2 separate regions of the Sus scrofa genome follow, and region 2 is linked to region 1. The links are chromatin contacts, called in public Hi-C maps. All regions are on one chromosome and are shown on one strand. The core of a region is the stretch at or near the end of the contact, and the rest is flanking DNA. Distances in the headings are between cores, read along the strand shown.

What was found. A called contact is a pair of places that touch in the nucleus more often than the background predicts.
Region 2: a Hi-C map of embryonic fibroblasts shows a contact between it and region 1, with 3 times the contacts expected there. The contact joins two enhancer-like sites. A contact is called at or near these places in 3 of 47 Hi-C or Micro-C datasets (embryonic fibroblasts and mesenchymal stem cells).

What each region holds. Positions count from the first base shown.
Region 1 is chr17:50,124,038-50,126,825 of Sscrofa11.1, forward strand. No RefSeq gene overlaps it. Among named protein-coding and RNA genes, the nearest start is that of SULF2, 320 kb to the left of the region's middle. Within about 2 kb of position 1,359, at least 2 of the 83 cell types and tissues checked have an H3K27ac peak or open chromatin away from gene starts, as enhancers often do. A contact at or near this core is called in embryonic fibroblasts, where this site is marked.
Region 2 is chr17:50,320,929-50,323,716 of Sscrofa11.1, forward strand. No RefSeq gene overlaps it. Among named protein-coding and RNA genes, the nearest start is that of PREX1, 230 kb to the right of the region's middle. Within about 2 kb of position 1,348, at least 6 of the 83 cell types and tissues checked have an H3K27ac peak or open chromatin away from gene starts, as enhancers often do. A contact at or near this core is called in embryonic fibroblasts, where this site is marked.

The DNA of each region.
Region 1 (2,788 bases), core at 109-2,608:
GGAGAATGCTAAATTGACACCCTCTTCCAAGGGTTCAGAGCAAACCATGTCGACTGGGACTGAGAGAGTGGCTGGTACTTTGAAGATTCAAAGATGGAGGCTCCGACCGGGAGTGCGGCACCAGCTGGCAGCAACTGCACACAGCGCCTCCCCCTCTGAGAAGGCACAGGGACTGCTCCTGGTGGAGGACAAAGGAAATGATTTTATTTATTTTATTTTTTCTTGGGCCGCTCCCACAGCATATGGAGGTTCCCAGGCTAGGGGTCGAATCGGAGCTGTAGCCACCAGCCTACGCCAGAGCCACTGCAACACCAGATCCAAGCCGCGTCTGCAACCTACACCACAGCTCACGGCAACACCGGATCCTTAACCCACTGAGCAAGGCCAGAGATCAAACTCACAACCTCATGGTTCCTAGTCGGATTCGTTAACCACTGAGCCATGATGGGAACTCCTAACAAGTGGCTGCACCAGCGGCATATGGAAGTTCTGAGCCAGGGGTCGGTCGAGCCACAGCCGCTGTAGAAGCAACAACGCCGGGTAGTTATGCTTCGAGCCACACGGGAAGTCCGAGATGATTTCTTGAAGTGTTCGTTTTGCTTGGCTTTCAATTATAGGTTAAGTAACCTGATTTTGTGATGGCAGGAAATCTTTGGGAAAGTAGAGGGAGGGAGTTCAGAACCTGAGAATAAAGCCAGAGTCTGTAACCCCAGGGTCTGACTTAAATCTATGTCTGGCCACCGTCATCTCTCCCCTGGTCTCTTAATTGGTCTTCTGGCATCCATTCCCCCAATTGGCAGCAGGGGGCCCTTAGATACATTGAGTTGGATCATATCACTCAAAATCCTCTGGTGACCCAACCTCCTGCACAGAATAAGAGCCAAAAAGTCTTCAGGATGGCTTTATAATTAGCAACCCCAACCCCACCCTCTAACCCCAACTCCTGCCACTCACGCTGCTCCAACCACCGGGGACTCCTTGCTGTTTCTCAAAACATTCCTGCCTCAGGGCCTTTGCACTTGCTGGTCCCGCTCTCTGGTTGGCTCTTCGTTATCCGTGTGACTCAGCTTCCTCACCTCGGTCTCTCAGAGCCCTCCCTGACCCCCTGTACAGGAGAGCCCGCGATGCTTCTCTTCCAAGTATGTATATAACACATACGCCTCCACTGTCTGGAAGTAAGTGAGGGCAACATACACCAAACAAAGTGGCCCTGGCCTCTGGGCTGGGGAGTGAGCGGCAAGTGAAAGGTTTTGTGTTCTTTCAGTGAAGAATAATTGCATGATTCATGTAACTAAGAATGTCGTGGGGAGTCAGGAGAATGCAAACTGCCCGGAATCAAGGATCTCTGGGTCAGAACGGGGAGCTCGGCAGACACGTCTCTTAGCCTGGGATGTGCTGGCAGAGGGGGCAGGATAGGGACCCCCCTCGGTGCAGTGACCACAGGCGACTTTGCTAAATGGGATGTGACAGCCCAGAGGCTCCAAGAAGTCTTGTTAGGTTTTATGATGTTTTCAACATTGGAATTTCTTGCCCATATTTTAAGAATTAGGCGACCTTGTGTAAAGATCTGGATCTTTGCCTTCTCTTGAAGGGACGCAGAGTCACAACCAGCTGAGAAGCCGTCAGGGCCTTTGAGCGGGGCGTGGACTCTGTTCACCGCAGTCCCCACCTCTCCCTACTGCCTCCTCAGCGCTGAGGCTAAGTAACGCGACCTCCATTGTCTCATTCGGGTTGTTACTTCTTGTAGAGTCTGGAGGGAGCTACAGCACGTCTGCGGCAAACACGTGTTTATAAATTAACTGTCAACTTTTTTTAACTGAGGGATTTTTGCCTCAAAGCTAACTCTGGCCTGCTCGAAAAGTTGGAAGCTGCGTCTCTCCTGTCCCCCTTGCCACATGGGGACAGGGGGGGCATTAGACTGGGCACATCCTCCCCCGTCCACCTCAGGCCCCGCAGTGCCCAGTTCTCTAATTCGCGTCACCTGTGTCCCCCACCAGCCCCTGAAGACACTGGGTTCACAACGTCTGGCTCCAGCTGAAGAGATCAGAGAAAGAATCACGCATGTGGTCACAGGAGGAAGAGAGGCTGCGGGGCTAGGCCTTGACCTGGACGGGCAGGGTCAGGGGCCATAAGCTCAGGCCACGGGTAGGGGCCAATACGTACCATCCTCCAGCCACCCGTGTCCACCCTCCAGGCTGGAATTCACATGGCAGCCCTCAGATGGCCCTCGTCAAATCCTCAAGTGTCCCTGGAATGCCCCGCGATGGCACTAGATCAGATGGTGAGCTGCCAGCTCATGACAACACCTGTTTAATCGCCACAGGAGGCTGAGTGCCACCAGACTGACTGCCCCAAATTGTCCCTAGCAGGGGGGCAAAAGAAAGTCCTGGGGGACAACAGCAGCAATCCGGGGCCTCATCTGGGCCCAGGGACGCCACCGTGTCCCGAGCAATTACATTTGAGTCCCCTCTTCGCCTTGGAACATGCTCACTGCTGTCCCTTGGCAACCACCGCCCTGCCTGCAGCTCAATCCAGAAAAATCCACTGGATTTCTGGGACCCGCTTCTCAGATGAGGTTTCCTCACAGTGGTTGGCAAAGGGGGAACCATCCTTGACCCATGGATATTACAAAGTAAAGTCAAATGTCACTGCTGGTTTTAGCCACAAAACGCCAAGGCTCAAATTTGGTTCCTAAACCCAGTAAGTAGACATTGAAGAGGCAATATTGGAATCAACGATCATTGCATTTAAAAAAAAAGATATCATGGGAGTTCCCGTCGTGGCGCAG
Region 2 (2,788 bases), core at 98-2,597, 200 kb after region 1:
CAAGGCCAGGGATGGAACCCACAACCTCATGGTTCCTAGTTGGATTCGTTAACCATTGAGCCATGATGGGAACTCCAAAAAACCTCTGCCTTCTACAGAGACTACAACACTCTAAAGCGAGTGGCAATCTCCATGGTTCATCATGGACAAGTGGCTGCACAGACAAATGTTATAATCAATGTGAGATGGTGGCACACAGTAGGTCTCCATATTTGTTATTCACCTTCCACCTCCCAGGTGGACTTACACATGAGTTTGCCAATTAGAAGAAAAGAAGGGGAGCTGCAAGCTATTTTCTCAAATCAACACTCTAAGGTCAACAACTGGAATTTCACATCCCCCTGCTTGCTAAACTCACACACCTTCCCACACCAGCTTTTTATCACAGTCTTGGGCCACCCAAATTATTCCAAAATAGACATCCTAAATTTCAAGAAGACAAGCAAAGCTAGTGTTAATGAAATGTTTAATGTCTGTTATAGCTTATATGTTAGTTTTACATCAAATTTATGGGCCTAGAGAGGTACATTTATAATGTTTGATGTGTACATTTTTATTACATTGGAGGACACACATATAATCAACATGGACTCCTGATTTATGACCATCTTTATAAAATTTAGAGCATAATTTCATTACTTCTAAATATTTACAGAGGTTCAAAGTTGTAGATTTGCTTTTACAGCATATTGTGACATAACATGGTTCTGTCTGTGATGTGTTTGATGCTAAGCCCTTGGTCAGGAAACAACCCCCCAAAAGAACCTTGGGCCCTTGGGGGTGTGTGAATAGCCTTCTGATGACCTTGGAAGGAGGCAGTGTCCAAGGGCAGGGCTGGAGAGGATGGAGGACATTTAGGTGGAAATAACCCCCCCAGTGAGTGGGCCAGCAGGGCTGTCATGGGGCTCAGAGAAGACCCCTCTTCTGGTGGGCTGGGAACTGCAGAAGGGACTTCAGGGAAGAGGCAGGGCTGGGCAGGGCCCTGAAGGGCAAGTGAAGCCTCAGGAGACAGAGGAGCTGGGGTGGAGCTTCCCAAGGGAGCCCCGTGACAGTTGCCATCCTGGAAGTTTCCTTTCTAAGATGCTGTGGTTCATGCCCTGAACTCTAAGAAACCCAGGTTTCACTCTGTTACTTCTTCCGTAAATATTCCCCAGACCTCTTGGAATAGAGAAATGAAAGGACAGAGCATAAATCCACACAGGGGTGGTGATGCTCTTTGCCCAGAGGAGGGAGAGTCTGAACGAATCCCCTATTCTGGGTGTGTAGGATTCATTGGGGCTTGTGAGTGGGCACTGGCTACAAAATGGGATTGGTATGCAACCTCCTGCAAGGGACCTGGGTGATGTCATCAGACAGAAAGGAATCCTCCCAATGGTTTCCACCATGAGGAAAAGAGACTAGAGGATGTGTGTGGTGTGTTTGTGTTTGAGAGAGAGAGAGAGAATGAATCAGCAGTAGGTTCAACTGCAAGTGACAGTAAATCTATTTTAAAAGTGCCTTAGGCAAAACACAAGATTATTTCCCTCTCTGGTAGGCAAAGTCCAGAAGTGGGCAGCCAGGGCTAACAGGATGACTTCACTCTGATCAATGATTCAGGCTCCTTTTATATTATTATTCTGTCAACTACAACACATGGCTTCTACCTCATGATCCAGCATGGCTGCTTGAGCTCCAGCCACCACACTCATATTCCAGTTATCAGTGAGGAGGAAGGTACAAAAACATGTGTTCCTCCTTTAAGACACTTTCTGAAAATTACACATAGTACTTACAATTCCATTAACAATGACTTAATTACACAACCACAACTAACTGCAAGAGAAGCTGAGAAATGTAGATATTATTTTGGGCAGCTACATGCCAGCTAAATTCTTCCTTTACTAAGGAAGAAAGGGAAAACAGCACTGGAGGAGCAGTCTCTTCCATACTGTGCTTGAGTGTTGAAGCCCCTAGGTGTATCCTGTGGATGTGTCCCTGCCTGTGTTTATAATAGTGTTCACAATCCATTACTAAGCACGCCCTCCACAAATGCTGCTGAATGAATGAATGAATGAATGGGCCATGAATGTCTTAGAAATGCGTATGTGTGTGTGAAAAGATGGGGTTAAGCATGAGTATGTATGTTCACACACAATTAGTGTATTCACTAATTCACTTATGTAGTCAACTAATATTTACTGAGCACCTACTATGTGCCTGGGACTGTGCTGCAACATGCGAATCAGCAATTTAACATGGCAGTCAAGTTGCTGCCCTCATGGAATTAGAGTCCAATGGAAGACATGGACAAACCCCAAATACACCGATAACCAAGATGATATTACAAAGACACTGGTGTGATGACGAAAATAAACAGTGATCCTTGAAGGATCAATGGGGAAATCAGGGGCATCCAATAATGACAGGAGGGTTGTGGCAGGTGTCCCTGAGGTGGTGACACCGAAGGAAACCCAGGAGCCCATACACCCCTAGACATCTCCCTCCAGCTCAGACCCCACCCGTGGCTCTGGGTGTTGAGCTCCAGATCCAACTCAACATCTCCCCTGAGGTCCATCCTGACCCAGAGCCACGTGGCTGAAGGGAAGCTCCTGCCTCTCTTGTCCAGAACTGCCCTCTCTGCCTCAGTCTTCCCCGGCTCAGTCTGTGGCCCCACTAGTCACTAAACAATGGAAGGAGCTCGTGTGGGAAGAGCCAGGGAAGCAGCGTCCCAGACAGAGGGAGCGGTCAGTGCAAAGGCCCTGGGGCAGGTGGGATCTTCCTGGAGTGCAGGAGTAGACAGGTAGTCAGG